2 separate regions of the Danio rerio genome follow, and region 2 is linked to region 1. The links are chromatin contacts, called in public Micro-C maps. All regions are on one chromosome and are shown on one strand. The core of a region is the stretch at or near the end of the contact, and the rest is flanking DNA. Distances in the headings are between cores, read along the strand shown.

Evidence for each region. Hi-C and Micro-C count contacts between places; a contact is called where the count stands out from the background.
Region 2: a Micro-C map of caudal fin shows a contact between it and region 1, with 5 times the contacts expected there. The contact joins the promoter of swap70b here to the enhancer-like site in region 1. A contact is called at or near these places in 3 of 18 Hi-C or Micro-C datasets (caudal fin, hematopoietic stem cells and an unstated tissue) and 1 of 4 datasets of contacts at active chromatin or transcription factors (caudal fin).

What each region holds. Positions count from the first base shown.
Region 1 is chr18:18,262,308-18,269,816 of GRCz12tu, forward strand. swap70b (switching B cell complex subunit SWAP70b) reads right to left here. Exons shown (of 12, transcript NM_001044986.1): 8 at 7,483-7,509; 9 at 6,770-6,936; 10 at 1,788-1,986; 11 at 1,353-1,449. Among named protein-coding and RNA genes, the nearest start is that of swap70b, 35 kb to the right of the region's middle. Within about 2 kb of position 4,949, at least 5 of the 62 cell types and tissues checked have an H3K27ac peak or open chromatin away from gene starts, as enhancers often do.
Region 2 is chr18:18,297,635-18,305,143 of GRCz12tu, forward strand. swap70b (switching B cell complex subunit SWAP70b) reads right to left here and starts at 3,021. Exons shown (of 12, transcript NM_001044986.1): 1 at 2,883-3,021; 2 at 1,578-1,718. The coding sequence starts at 2,978. It overlaps wee1 (WEE1 G2 checkpoint kinase), which reads right to left. Exons shown (of 10, transcript NM_001309435.1): 5 at 7,482-7,509; 6 at 7,283-7,375; 7 at 7,108-7,193; 8 at 6,844-7,014; 9 at 6,170-6,315; 10 at 4,607-5,781. The coding sequence ends at 5,625.

The DNA of each region.
Region 1 (7,509 bases), core at 3,699-6,198:
TATGAGGAACTACTCTCTTCCAGATTCAAATCATAAGCTGACAGTTAAACGGTTGAGCGTGCATCTTTTAAACTTTAGATCTGTAGTGTCTGCTTTTTGCTGGTTGTATGTGGGCGGAGTAATACACAAAGGGAAGAGGCTGTAGGAGTTCTGATATTGCAAAATATCGCACGACTATCAGCCAATCAGATTTGAGAACCAGACAGAACTGTTATATATATATATATATATATATATATATATATATATATATATATATATATATATATATATATATATATATATATATATATATATATATATATAGTATTATGTTAAATATTATATTATTATTAATTTTAACTGTAATAATTATATTATTAATGATATTTTATTATTATATTATTTTATTATTATATAAATATAATAATAATTTAATTTCATTAATTTAATTTTTTTTTGGCTCAGTCCCTTTAATAAAAAAAAAAATAATAATAACAATAATAATAATAATAATACTGTTATATTAAATTATTATTGTTAGCATGAATTGTATTATTAATACTATTAATATTATTGTTATTTATTTATTTATTTATTTTTTTATAATATTATATTATATAATATTTTTTTTTAACTTGATGTGAATAATGCATTGTTTAATTCTGTCCCTTTTTTGTCAAACAGTGCCCAGTCTTTATATGAATTAGGCATAAAAATAACATTTTTAAAAGATCATATGCGAGGAGATGGTAAAGAAATAAAAGTTCTTAAATGAACAAATTTGTAAATAAATGTATATTAGCTTTTGTCGTTTTGGTACATTTCTCAGATCAGAATTAAAATTGGCAAAACAGTAAAAGCATTTCTCAAAGAAAAACACCATGGATGACCTGCAAAGTCTGTCTCTTGCTCAAAATCCTTAGTTCATCTCTCAAAAGTACAACAAAACAAAAATAGAAATGTGAACATTGGAGAATCTTCTCTGAGATGCACCTTCAGTAGAAAAAAAGTCCAAAATTAACTGGGAGAAACGTATCAATTTTAAACAGATTTAGAAAAAAAGTCTAATGTAAATGTATAGGAAAATGCTTTATGGCAATAAAAATATGACAACTTGTTCAGCCATTTTGCATGTAAAGATGAGAACAAACCATGAACAAACGACTGAATGTTGTTGAGGGTGAAACAATTCAACAGAGACTAAAATCATACATTTTAACCAATTTATAATGCAGAAAACATCAGAGGATTGTACATATTCATTTGCATGCATGTACAAAAGCATTTGCAACGTGTTTAGGAAATGAGAAACTGCTTTTTTATTGTGCACAAGTGACACCATGATCTGAATACTGAGAAAAGATCATCACCTGGCTGAATGAGTCTTATGAGTCCTTCATGCTGAGCCACTTTGTCCTTCCAGCTCTTTGTATTATTGGCAGCATCTGATAGTTTCTTCATGACCTCCTGCTCACACAAAAACACAAACCTACCATCAGAAGAACACACAAGAGCAGTGGCATTGCTCCATTCAACCAGCAGATGGCAGACTACACAGGCAGGATTTTTTTTTCTGCAGTGTACACACACAAATACACACAAAAATGTCCTAACTACTTATTTAAAATGAGCTGAATCAACACAATTCTTTCAGTTTTTTTTGGGGGGGGGACAACTTAAATGTTTTATATTCAATCCACAATTAACTTAATCTACAAGTTAACTTTATCGATTTGTGTTGAGGAGCATGAAGGAATTATATGAAACCCAGAATTTTTACAGTGTAGTACAATGAGGCAGTGGACCTGATATTGCTCCAGAGCTCCCTGTCTGTCTGCCTCCAGCTGATGCAGCTGCTGCATGGCGGACTCTAAAGCGCTCTCCTTGGCCAGACGCTCTCGCTCCAGCTCCTGCTTCTCTGCCTGTGTCTGAGAAATGGTCTGCTGCTGATAGAGGTGAATCTCCTCCAGCTCTGCACGCTTGGACACTTCCTCCTCCAGCAGCCTGCAGACACAGAAAAACACATGCTCATATCTGCACGTGCCAATACACAGCTCCTTTACATCTTTATTAGATCTAAAGAGGTAGTGACTAATAGAAGATTGTAGGGAGTAAGCAGAATACCCTATTAATTACCACAAAACAAGTATATATTACAAATGATTTGTCATCGTATCTTAGTGAGATACTACTGACAGGATTGTGCAAAATGTATAATTCATGAAACAAGTCATTCTTGTCCTTGATTCTGATTGGTTGAGCATCACATTGTAATCAGAAGGCCCCACCCACCGAACAATCCAACCTATTCCATTGAGTTAGTATTGTGGGAAGCTGTCTCCTTGCCATTTCTGACGAACAACAAAGAGCAAACAATGTCTAAAAACTGCTATGTGACAAGGTGAATAGTAAGCAAGCTAAAAAAACCTAAAACAATGTTTTCCTGACCCACCAAAAATGACACAATAACAGAGAGCAGCGTGTAATATTTATTAGAAAACAACTGTTATGCCCACAGCAATGAAATGTAGTTGGCGAGAGGAAACATTCATCATTTTTAACCATCTCAAAGGATTGTTGCGGAAATGAGGCGAAGGAGATATATAGAGAAAGTGAAATGTATTAGTCAATATCAGTGGTAGGGGACCTATGGCTCTCAAGCCACATGTGGCTCTTCGAGCAAAAATCCATGGTTCTCCAGCTGTCTCAATAATATTTTACAGTTTAAAAAATTATAACCAATCACTAGAAATCAGTTTCCTATTGAAAATACAATTACAATTTTTACGTTTCGACTAATACACGTGAGCAGAGCTGTGGATAAACTTTAATCGTGACACCAATAAAGGGCTAATGTGTGTGCGTGGTTACCATATAAACATACGTTGTTTTGTCTTTTGTTTACTCAATAATATTATTTTTGTTCTTTAAAACTAGTGAAAATGAATATAATAACAATAATATATGTTCTTTAAAACTAGCCAAAATTACTGCCGCATATTTATTTTGAATAATTTCAAGCAACTATGTGTTTTTTATAAAAGTAAATTGTTTGTTTATTTTAAATTGTTTTGCTTTTCAAAAAAAAAAAAAAAAAAGAGTTTATTTACCAGAATAAATGTTCTTTCTTCATTCATGGACTTGCTCAACATGACGATGCTTCATATATGTTTATTTTTGAGTTGTGCATGAACATAAATAAAGGTTTAGTTTAAACCTGTTTTATTTATAGTAGTCGTATCTTATTGGGGTAAATATATGCGTATATATATATATATATATATATATATATATATATATATATATATATATATATATATATATATATATATATATATATATACCCCAATGGGTCTTTTAAAAAATGAATTTGGCAAAAATATCAGAAATGGCTCTTTGCTGAAAAAAGTTTACCCACCCCTGGTCTATGTTATGACCCCTTTTCCCTACTTCTTTAGTTGGAGAAATGATCCAACTCCATGCGAAACAATTTAATATTTACAACTTTTTTGTGGGTGTGGCCTAAATGCACTCTCTCTATTCTGTATTGTAATCTTTTTGTAAAAACACCACTTTTTTAAATACATGTGCTTTACCTCAGAATTACTGTCTATAAACAGCAAATTATGACCAAAACAAATTTGTGATGTGATGATACAAATGTGATGATAATAATGTGATAAAAATATAAAAAGCTATAGTTTAAAAAAAATGACTTTATTACAGACTATAATTCTGTATCCTGTTTACTCTTTTGATAAGAGATGCCCAAAGTTGGGCCCATGGGCCAAAATTGGCCAATTGTAACCTTTGATTTGCCCACCATCCCATCTGAGAAGAAAGTGAAAATGATGGAGAGGGGCAAATGCCTTTAACAAAGAGATCAGAGAACATAGAGATCGACTTAACATATTTTTATTTCTTTGTTTTATAGCAGAGCTACAAAAGAGCAAACAAATTAAATGTTTTAATGAAATGTTTTATATGAATAAGATTTTTTTCCTGTACTGGGTACTGCTGGAATGGCATCCGCTGCGTAAAACATATGCTGGAGTAAAGAAATAAAGGAAAATGAATGAATGGATTTGATTTTTTAAAATGTAAATACTGTCACTCAATGGATAGAGAATTATGCAGACAATGTTGGCGAGTAAATCAAGCCAATGTCTGCAAAGACAGTGTAATTCTGTTATAAATTAGATTGTTTTCATTTTTACTGTTAATAAGTTCATTATAAAATGTTAAAAATGTACTGTAAATCACCCATGGCAACTATGTTTATCTTTGGCCCACTAGCCTTAATCAAGTTTGGTTTTTGGCCCTTCATAAGAAAAAGTTTGGGCACCCCTGCTCTTGATTCATAGGCATGAGATGATAACCGTTTTCAAGGTATACCGCGGTTTGGAAAGGTCAAGGTTTTAAAAACCGCCAAAGTTTCCTGTAATACCGTTTCTAAGGTATGTGTAATAACAGTATCTCCAGCATAAAAATATCCAAAGATGCCATTTTAAAATGTAAAGAAATCTGTTATTGAAGCAAATGAAGACAGCAGAAGTCAATGACTCATTTGACATGTTCATTTGACATGTTTACTGTTCCAAAATATTATACAAAAATGTTTTAAAAAAATAAAATATATTGTTTTCAAAGAGGAAAAAAGTTTTTGTTTTTTACCCAGACATTTACAAATAATGTATTTTAGAGCAGTGAGCACAATACCATGATACAGTGAAACCGGGGTATTTTTATCCAAGGTTATCATACCGTCAGAATCTTATACTGGACTATGCCTATTCATACTCAGGATGTTTTGTGTGATTCATAATTCAGTTCTGAATAACTCACAAACCTTGCATTTACAGATTGTTCACATGTTGAAATTGAAACTGACTGTCAGTAGTTCCCACAATTGTGAGTCGTTCATAAAGCTTGAAGTAAATGTAAGATTCTTTTAACAGTTTACAAACTCACATTTGACCTGCTGTATAAACAAAATACACATTTTAACAATGACTAAAAGATTATGGATGTGGGAGTGTGAAAATGAGGGGGATTCACACACTGGTTATAAAAGCAATTGTGTGTTTAGTAAAGTGATGAGCTGGTGATTGGTCAGCACAAACACAGGAAGACTGCTGGTTTTTGTAGGGTGAGACAGGGAACAGGAACTGCAGACGTGAACAGACGTCTCAGACATCCTCATGTGTTTGTGATGCTTCTCTAACTTCCCACCTTACAAGGAAATAGACGGTCCTCTGTAAACTGACCTGATCCAGGTGTCACATGACCTTACTTTTTAAAGTTTGATCAAGCCATAACTGCACAGCTATGCTATACAGTAGTCAATTTAAGGTGGACAAAAAAGTTTTTAGGACAAAAATGTTTTTTTTTTTCAATAGTGTTTGGACAATTTTGGTGAAAGGTTTTGATCCACTTGAAATGTTGACTGTAAAAGTATTTTTTTGTGTGTGTGTCTAATTGTTTTATCAAAACACATTTAGAGTATATTTAAATTATTTTTATTATTATTATTAATGAAGCATAGGCAAAACAGCCCAAATGTTTTTAAATGCTTTAAAAAAGCCAGAAAACATGACGAACATGAAGGGCTCTATCATAAGATGTGTTTAGACGTGTTTTTACTATTTTAAGACCAGCGCAACCCTAAATTTCACATGTTGCGCCACAGTGTTTAAATAGCGAATCCATTTGCACCACTTGTGGACTCATGGCTGTGTCGGTCTAAAAAAGAGGTATGTTAAGGCGCATTGTTGGCACGTTGCTATTTTGAAAAACTAAAATAAAATGTGCCATTGACCAACTAAAATCTGGTATAGTTCAGTGCAGAGCATGTTGGTAATGCGCCTATGTGGATTCAAATGCTTATACATTGCTACACACAGGACGTACAGCAATACACAAATATCTTTACATATGAAAAAAATTAAAGGATTAAAATGTTACAAAAAATATTATTTTCTACATAAATATAAAAACCAATACCCCTTTTCAGCTTTTTCCAGTTTATTCATGACAATTTGCATTTGTATAATGTTATTATTTTTAGCAGTGTTATCTATAAGCAGTAATTCAAAAACGCTTTGTTGATGTCAAGAATTAAATGGTTGATATGGAGGATGCATGACCTGTGAATGAATAAATGTCAAAAAGGCATCAGAATTTCATAACTTTCTAGCCATGCTTGGATTCTTTTTCTAACCATTATCAGGTTCCAATCGGATATGCAACAACTACAAAAAATGGTTTATGATCAAGTTATTTTGTATCCATATATTAAAATACAATGCTAAAATTTCAAATTTCATCAAGATAAATTCAAGACATTTTGAAGACCAAAAAAGTGCTTTAGTAGTTTGAAGGGAACACAAAATGTCATTATGTTCTCCAAATGCAAATTTATAGGGAGCAGACTTATATTACTTAAACAGACATACTTAAGACTTATATTTCTCATTTTACATTAAAAAAAAGTTGACTTTGTTGAGATATATGTATTCCATAAAGAAAAAGACTGAGCATGGATTATCAGGCCTGTGAAAGTAAAGCAAGATAAACTGCATTTAATTTAGTCCGTAGTTATTCATTTACAGTTGTGTTAGCTGAACTGCGGAGCTCAGAGCATATTTGGAATTAACAATTTGTTTCCACAACCTCAGCCTGTTATAATAATTGGTATCCTTTTTTCATTTATTACCCCTCAATAATTAATCATATGAAATATAATTCACTCCACATTTTAAAGCCAACAAAAAAAAAGCCAGCATACCTGGCCTGTAGTTTTCGGACAGTTTCCTCATCCTGTCTGGCCTGTCTTTCCTCCTCCAGTGCTTCTTCTAAGCTGTGGTACATGTTCTCCAGTTCACGGACGCGCTGCAGATACTGCTCTAGCTCATTGGACTTCTGAGCCACCTGTTCCTCCATTTGCTGTCGTACCTAAGACACAAAGAGAAAAAAGTTTAGTAAAATAATAATAAATAAATCAAAAAGAAAAATAAAAAATAAATTTTGTAAATATTCTGTAATAAAATAAGCAAATATGTATTTTTTAACTGTCAAAATTGTCAAAAAACACTGGACCCCATTAATTATATATATATATATATATATATATATATATATATATATATATATATATATATATATATATATATATATATATTGGAAAAACAAGAAGACAAATGTAATTTTTGGCTTAGCAACTTCAAAAACTTCACAAAATCAAATGAATGATTATAATCTTGATTAGAGAAAATGAGGCTTTGTTTAGGTGTCAAAATTGTGTGCTTCAACGTTTCAGATATTTATAGCCAAAAGCAGAACTTCTGCTGCAGTGTACTTCCTGTAATATTCAAAAATGGACCTGTTGGGCTGAGGTAATCTAGCACCCTATTGGTCAAAATAACCTCTCTAGACACATGACATCAAAACGCATGTTGAAGTTTGCTAGCCAGACAGTGAACAAGCAGAGCAAACAAATACCATTTTCTCTTTCTCCATTTCCAGCCG
Region 2 (7,509 bases), core at 1,771-4,270, 33 kb after region 1:
CTTGTCAGGTAGTGTAGCATGAGAAACAACATTTTGAACATAACATGTTTCTAGCAGAGCATAACCACAAAACATATTTAGAAAATTCGGTCACACCACACTAGGCACTTTTGACAAGAGTCACTGTTTTGGTCTGGTGTTTGTGAAGTGGGTCTGTGCTCTTTTGTTCCTCAAGTGACATCAGAGCGCTTTATAGACAATGCATTCCTGGAATCAAGAGAGCTGAAAGGGTGAGAAATGTGTAGGGGCATAATTTTTCACAAATTGGCACAATCAAGTCATCCAACTATGACAAACAAGATGTGAAACTATGCTGCTTGTGTACGTTCTCATGCAGTGGGCAAATGGTGTTTATGTGTGTAAATGTCTGAGTGTAATGCTATAAAAAGTAAAGCACTGTAACTTGTTTTCTCCCACTGACCACAAGTTAAATTGCTTGGCTGGAAGTCAAAATGGCAGGCAAAGAAAAGGGAAAGGCGGGTCTCCCTGCAGCAGGGTGGAGTGAGTGTTTGGTCAGTCACACAGCTGCACGATTAGAGGTAAAAGTGTGACCAGAGAAAGCTGACAATATGTGGCTAGTCATGCGAATACCCCAAACACAAAACCTCAGACAAGCAGAAAATAGGCAAAGGGTATAATCACACTTTCCGTTGTCAGAATTTTAGGCATTAAACTTCAACGTTGCCTGCTATACCTTTCAACAAGCAAACAAATGAGTCTTAAAAGCCAGAAGTAAACTGCGCTGTGGTGCATTGTGAAATCTCTTCCCTCCTTCTGTTTCCTTTTGCACAAGAAAATGAGAAATTACAAAGAAAGCAGTTCTTCCAAATACTTTCAACACTAATCCTCATGCTCGGAAGAGTTTCATTATCTAACATTTACTTTAGATCTAAACGCACCAGTTGTTTTAGTCAAATTAGGGTTAGTGTACCATGACCACTTTTTCATACGAAAATTCTTAACATGTATTTTTAAAAAATCTATATTTATATTATAGTGTGTGGATCAATAATATTATGAAAGGAAAATGCATAAAAGAATTACAATAATTATGTGCATGGATCAACATGCACTGTTTATATTAAGAATGGCCTTCAAAGGATAATTTCACTATGTAAGTAGACAGACAAACTATTCAAAAGGTTCAAATGTGGGGAAATTCACATGTTCATTCATTTTCTTTTTGGGTTAGTCCCTTTATTATTCTGGGGTCGCCACAGTGAAATGAACCAGCAACTTATCTAGCATATGTTATACGCAACAGATGCCTTTCCAGCTGCATCCCAGTACAGGGAAACATCCATACACTATCATTCACAAACGTACACTAAGGACAATTTAATTTACCCAATTCAACTATAGCGCATGTCTTTGGACCTGTGGGGGGAACCAGAGCACCTGAAGGAAACTGACTGCCAACTGACCCAGCTGAGGCTCGAACCAGTGACCTTCTTGCTGTGAGGTGACAGCACTATCCACTGTGTCAACGCGCCGACCGAAATCCAATTGTTTTTGTCCCAAAATTTGTTTTTAAACTTCAAACCTCAGCATATTTGGACAATAACAAAGCTGCTCACCTTGTCCAGAATGAACCTGTTCAGGTAGGGCATGTATCCCTGATTGGAAACCGGACCTTCATCATCATCTCTAAAGTGTTCCTCTAGAGCTACAGGATCATGAGGGATCTTCATCACTGTGCACAGGTTATGGGAAAGCACCTGAAAGACAGTAATAGAGCAATTCCAGCGTTATAAATGCGACATTTGCAGTAAATCTCAAAACACAAATGCACAGAGAAAGTATATGTTAACATTATATTAAAACATCTGTTTATATTTTCCAAAACAACCAACCACAGAGTTGTGAAAGTATAAAAATATCAATCTGTAAACATTTTTTGTTCTTTAAATGAGGAAAATAAACAAGCGTTATGGATGTGATCAAAAACGTCTGCAAGTTTACAGTATACAACATTGTAGAAATTCTGTGAATTAAACTGCACAACCCAAAATAAATGATGCTAATCAAAAAGATAAGAGTTGGCTAACTACAGAACATGACTGATTTAATTTTATTTGACATTTTTGCATGAGGAAAAAAGCTTGGGTATGGACGTAACGGATATGAAATCGCCACTTGTGTGACTTTGGTAAATTATATATAATTGTTTGAGAACACTGACTAAGACATTTTAGATGTTCAATAATTATTCACTAAATAAGTGCTTTTAAAGTTAGAAATATTAATTATGTTTAAAAATAATTTATTTAGTGAAGACATAATTTAGAAAAGCATGCATCTAGACATTACATATTATACAAATTTTAATACAATGGTTATACAGCTATGGAAAAATACTGCATACAATTAGTTGAATGCAACTAACTTAACAAGTCATTTCAACTTACTTTATATTAAACTGATTTAAAACATACAGTAAAACCTATCATAAATAAAGTGTAAACGTTTAACTTTAGCAAAAGAAGCAGCAAAACAAACGTCTATTTCATTGACACAATGGCAGAAAGAATCTGAAACAAGGTCAAAGTTTAGGGAAGGGGTTGGAACGTAACTAAATGTGTTAATATTTAGACTGCCGTTAGACATTTAATTCTTCATCATTAACACAGGACCATAAGCTTGAATACGAAAAGCAGCCTTCTCTATCCCAGAAATAGAGTAACGTTAAGTTTGTACGCTTCGAAACAAATTTTCTAAAGAGTTTGACTAAGTTGTACATTTACAGTTAGTGTGTGGCTATATATGATTCACGAGTCCTTAAACTGAAAGAATTGTCTTCAGTGAAGCGTTAAAAACAACGTTTACACTCCAGTGCACAAACTCAAAGAAAACACGATTAATTCAAGAGCAAAACGACAAACCTTCAGCTGAGATTTTGACACTTTCCCACTTTTATCCACATCCAGGGCTGTGAAGGCATGCCAGATTGCCTTGAGAAGCTCGTCCCTTAGTCCCATTTTCAGAGGTAGTTTCTCCGTCTGCTGACTGGCGTCGCACTTGATGTGGACTGTTTTCTCATGAGATGTTACAATAGAGTCGTCACATGACCTTAGCAGAACTACAACCACTGAACCCGCGGCTCGAGCACCACTCAGCGATGAGCGCGCGCCGCTGAAGGAATGCACCACAGCAGTGAGCATTATTCACACTGAATTTGCCACTTTCTTTTGTTTCGTTTAACACATCTACATCCTTTCACACCCAAAGACTGTGGTATGATGTTATTTTAAATGATGATGATTAGTTGGTAATAAGCGGACAAACGTGTACCAACAAAATGTTTCGCACACCATTACACCAGAGTCCAAATTTATTGAGTCAACTGACTGGAGTTGAATAGTTGTGTTCATCTGCTTCAAGGTTTGATGTGTGTACACAGACATGCTTTGTTATGATTACGAACCAGGCATTAAGGCATATTTCCTACAGAACCACTGCATTGTTTTCCTCATATTCAGGTGACACGGTGGCTCAGTCCTGTCACCTCACCGCAAGGTTGTTAGTTTGAGTCCCAGCTGGGCCAGTTGGTATTTCTGTGTGGAGTTTGCATGTTCTCCTTATGTTCACATGGGTTTTCCCCACAGTCCAAAGATATGAGCTATAGGTGAATTGTATAAACGAAAATTGGCCGTAGTGTGCATGTGTATGGACGTTTCCATTACTGGGTTGCACCTGGAGGGTCATCCGCTGTGTAAATCATATGCTGGCTCATTTCGCTGTGGGAACTGCTGATGAATAAAGGGACCAATTCAAAGGAAAAATGAATGAATGAACATAATATCTCTTTACTGACCATTTTTTGTAAATCCTAGAAATGATTGTGCGGGAACATGTAATGTGTAGTTATATAGCGTATTTATGGTGTATGGCATACACCCAAAGCGCTTCACAATCATGAGGGGGCTCTCTTCACACCACCACCAGTGTGCAGCATCACCACACACCAGCTATAGGTGAAGTGGAGGAGGAGATAGAGCCAATTCAGTGAATGGGGATGATTGGGAGGCCATGATGATTAAGGGCCAAGAGGAAATAAGTGCCATAAGATTTTTATAATGACCACAGTCAGGACCTGTTTAATGCCTCATCCAAATGACGAAAAACAAAGTAGATCAGCAGTGTCTGAAATAACCGCTTGTCTGGCACCAACTATTGCCCGTCCCAACTTCCAAGTTGCTTAAATCATCCTTCTTCCAGTCTAATGCAACTGTTGAACTTCAGTTAAGTTCTTTTGACTACATACTTGCTACTAAGTAACTGGTTGATCAAATATTTGCTTTAAAAGGCAGTTTAAATGGCTTACTCTTATTCCAAACAATTAAGAAAACACAACTTGTAGATTCAAGTGAATAAGCAATAAAAGACAGTCAAGAAGAGGTTACATGTGCTAAAGGTTATTATTCTGTTCCGATGACTTAATATCAGAATGTGACAGTATAAAAACAAAAAAAGGATTAAAAATATTTTACTGTAGAGTGAATTAAACTTTAAATTTGTTTTCTCAGCTAAGGCCATGCAACAAAAACGACAAAAACCAAAACAAACCCCAACTCCACTTTACATGTTTAAGAAAAACAAAGCAAAATTGACCAGTATGGGTAAAGGGTTTATTAAAATGAACATATTTACAAACAAAGAGTTAACAAGACCAAATAATCTAAACAGTACCCTAGCAATGAGGATGATATGACAAAAGTGAAAATAAGACATTATTTACTAAAAGACATTTGATGAACTGGACAAAGATTGTTTTAATGCTACAAACAGGGTTGGAGATGTGAATGGCATATGTACATTTAAATCATCGTTGGCTTTCAGTTAAGCATACATTTGCCACATGGTTAATTCAAAAGAAAAAAACGATGAATGTAATCTGCAACAAAAGTGACACTGGAGCAAACATGTTTGAATAATGAGCTCAAAATATTGCTCGCTTGCTTGGATGGATAAAATGATTTAAAGTTATTCTTAAAATAAAAATCTTCCAACCCTAACTGAATACAGACGAACATGAATAGCAGCAGGCTTTCTGTGGCAAGCTCCCCATTGCCTCCAAAGTGCTCAATTTAATGGCAATCCAACTCAAGCCCCAGCTTCTGTGGCCCAACAGGCGTTTCTTTTTTTCACAGGCAGTAAGGTGCACAAATCTTTGATCTGGTACATTCACATATAAATGGGCTCAACAGGGGCACACATCTCTCATTTGGTAAAGAGCAACACTGCACCTTTGAGAAAGCAAGTGCAGGGAGACCATTCTGACCATTGCCTATGGAACTTAAAGCAAAGATCAGGAGGACAGAACTATACTAAAAATGTGTCCATCTTAGGGCAATTCTGTCAAGAGATTTTATAAAGGCAAACCTAAACGGCAAGGCAGATCTGCATCATATGCTCAAGGGCTTCTGTTAATGTAACACAGAAGAACCCAATCTTCAGTAAAGACCACAGTGCGTGTACCAAACAGTATAAGCACTATAAGTCACAGGATAGTCCGTCTCACCCTTCTGGCTAGTCAAAATAGTCTGTGCAGAAGCACCGGTCTTTCTTAAGCACCACTGTAGTTACCACTCAGGATTGGTCATCTCCTTAGACTGGAGTTCAGTTCAGTAAATGGTGAGGCTAACCGAGCGGTTCATCTTTTTTCCGATGAGTCGGGAAGCTCTGGAGCTGGACTGGATTGTGGAACGTGTAAGAACACGGTCTGTGGTTAGAACCCTCTCCTCCGCTGCAGCCTTCGCCATCTGAGCTTTCTTCAGCTCCCTGAGAAACAAAAACAATTATTAGTTCATTCTGAAATAGGACCTTTCCATCAAGACCTTTTCTTTTAGTTTATTTATTACCACATCAGCAAGCTTACAGTGATTTTATGGCTAAATGAATACAAATGAATTAGATAATGCAATCATAAAAACATAAATTAAAACACTTTACATTAAAAACTACAATTAGATTTTCCATTCCATTAGTTTTTCCAGTGTGATATATGATCATTTAGAAATCTATCGAACATAGAAAAATTAAGAAGCCTTTAAAATGTCAAACACCTTTATAATGTTTCAGCAGGCAACATATCTAAATCTAGGTAAGAATCTACCTCTTATAAATGAAAGCATTAAGCATATACAAAACATGGATGGTGATTACATACTTCTGCAAAAGTGCGTTCTTGAATTTCTCTGCATTAAGCTCTACACGCAGCTGGTCAGCACTCATTCTGGATGCAGTCAGAAGAACAGGATGCCTGACAAGTTCTGAGGTCGAGGGTCGTCGTGTTGGGTCAGGATGAATCATAAGCTGTCAATGGAGACATGTTGACATTTTAATCAGACATTCAAAATTGGTATGGAGAGAATTCAGTTTATTGCCATTCGAGCTTCTCAGGCCATGTCATGGCAAAAAAAAAAAAAATAAATCAAGTTTACCACATTTTATAAATATCACTTTTCTATAATTACAAAAAAATTCTAACAATTAAAAGTCATCAACAGCAATATATAATGCACAAGATAATACATAAATAATAATACCAGAAAATAAAACAGTTTAAGGTTTACTTTTGATAAAAAAATCTACAAATTTAAATTATCTCCAGATTTAAAAAAGTTGTTCGATAACATTAAAAATAGGCGATTCAACAAGTATTTGCTAAAAGTTTGGTCTCTACTGCAATATTGACATTTTGGGGGTTCTTCTTTGAGCAAATGGGTCTTGTGCATTCAATACAGCATCTTCTACAAAAAAACTCAAAACCAGTATGGAAAAAAATAATAATAAATAGTAGACTTAATTCTATATAGGATTATCTCATGTCAGAAGCCTTACCTTCAGCAAGCTTAAAAATTCCTGAGAAAGCACTTGAGGGATATGGGGCAGAATGCCCTGTCGGATTTTGTGCCACTTGTCTCCATTGGTAGGAAGAGGCTCTGCTCCAGACGCACTGACTACAGTCAGAGCAAGAGCAAATATATCTGCTTTTTTCAAATTACTGTAATCCTGCAGGAAAGAAATATTAAAACAAAAAATTAAATATAAAACAAATGTAAATATAAACCTAAATAAACAAAACTTAATGAAGAAAGGGTTTACCTCTTGAAGAACTTCATTTGCAAGGAACCTGCTGTCACCTTCTTCGACTTGTGGATTGGTAACCGTTGTAACATGGCCTAAATCACCTGAAACCAAAAATATTATAAAAATCCAGTCCTCTTTAAATTTATGAATCAAGTTAGCATCATCTAGGGATGCAATTTCAGTGTCTTACCTATTTTGTACACCACATTTGTGGTGGGGCCATCTTCTTCATCTTCAAATTCTTCTACACTAGCAGCAGGTTTGCGTGAAATGAATATATTGCCTGAAAGACATGAACAGAAGTCAAATATAGCACAAAAAAACAACAACAACAGATCTTTAAAACATTAGCGCAATATTTCTAAAAATTTGAACAAGCAAATACATACTTGGCTTGATATCCATGTGAACAAGGGC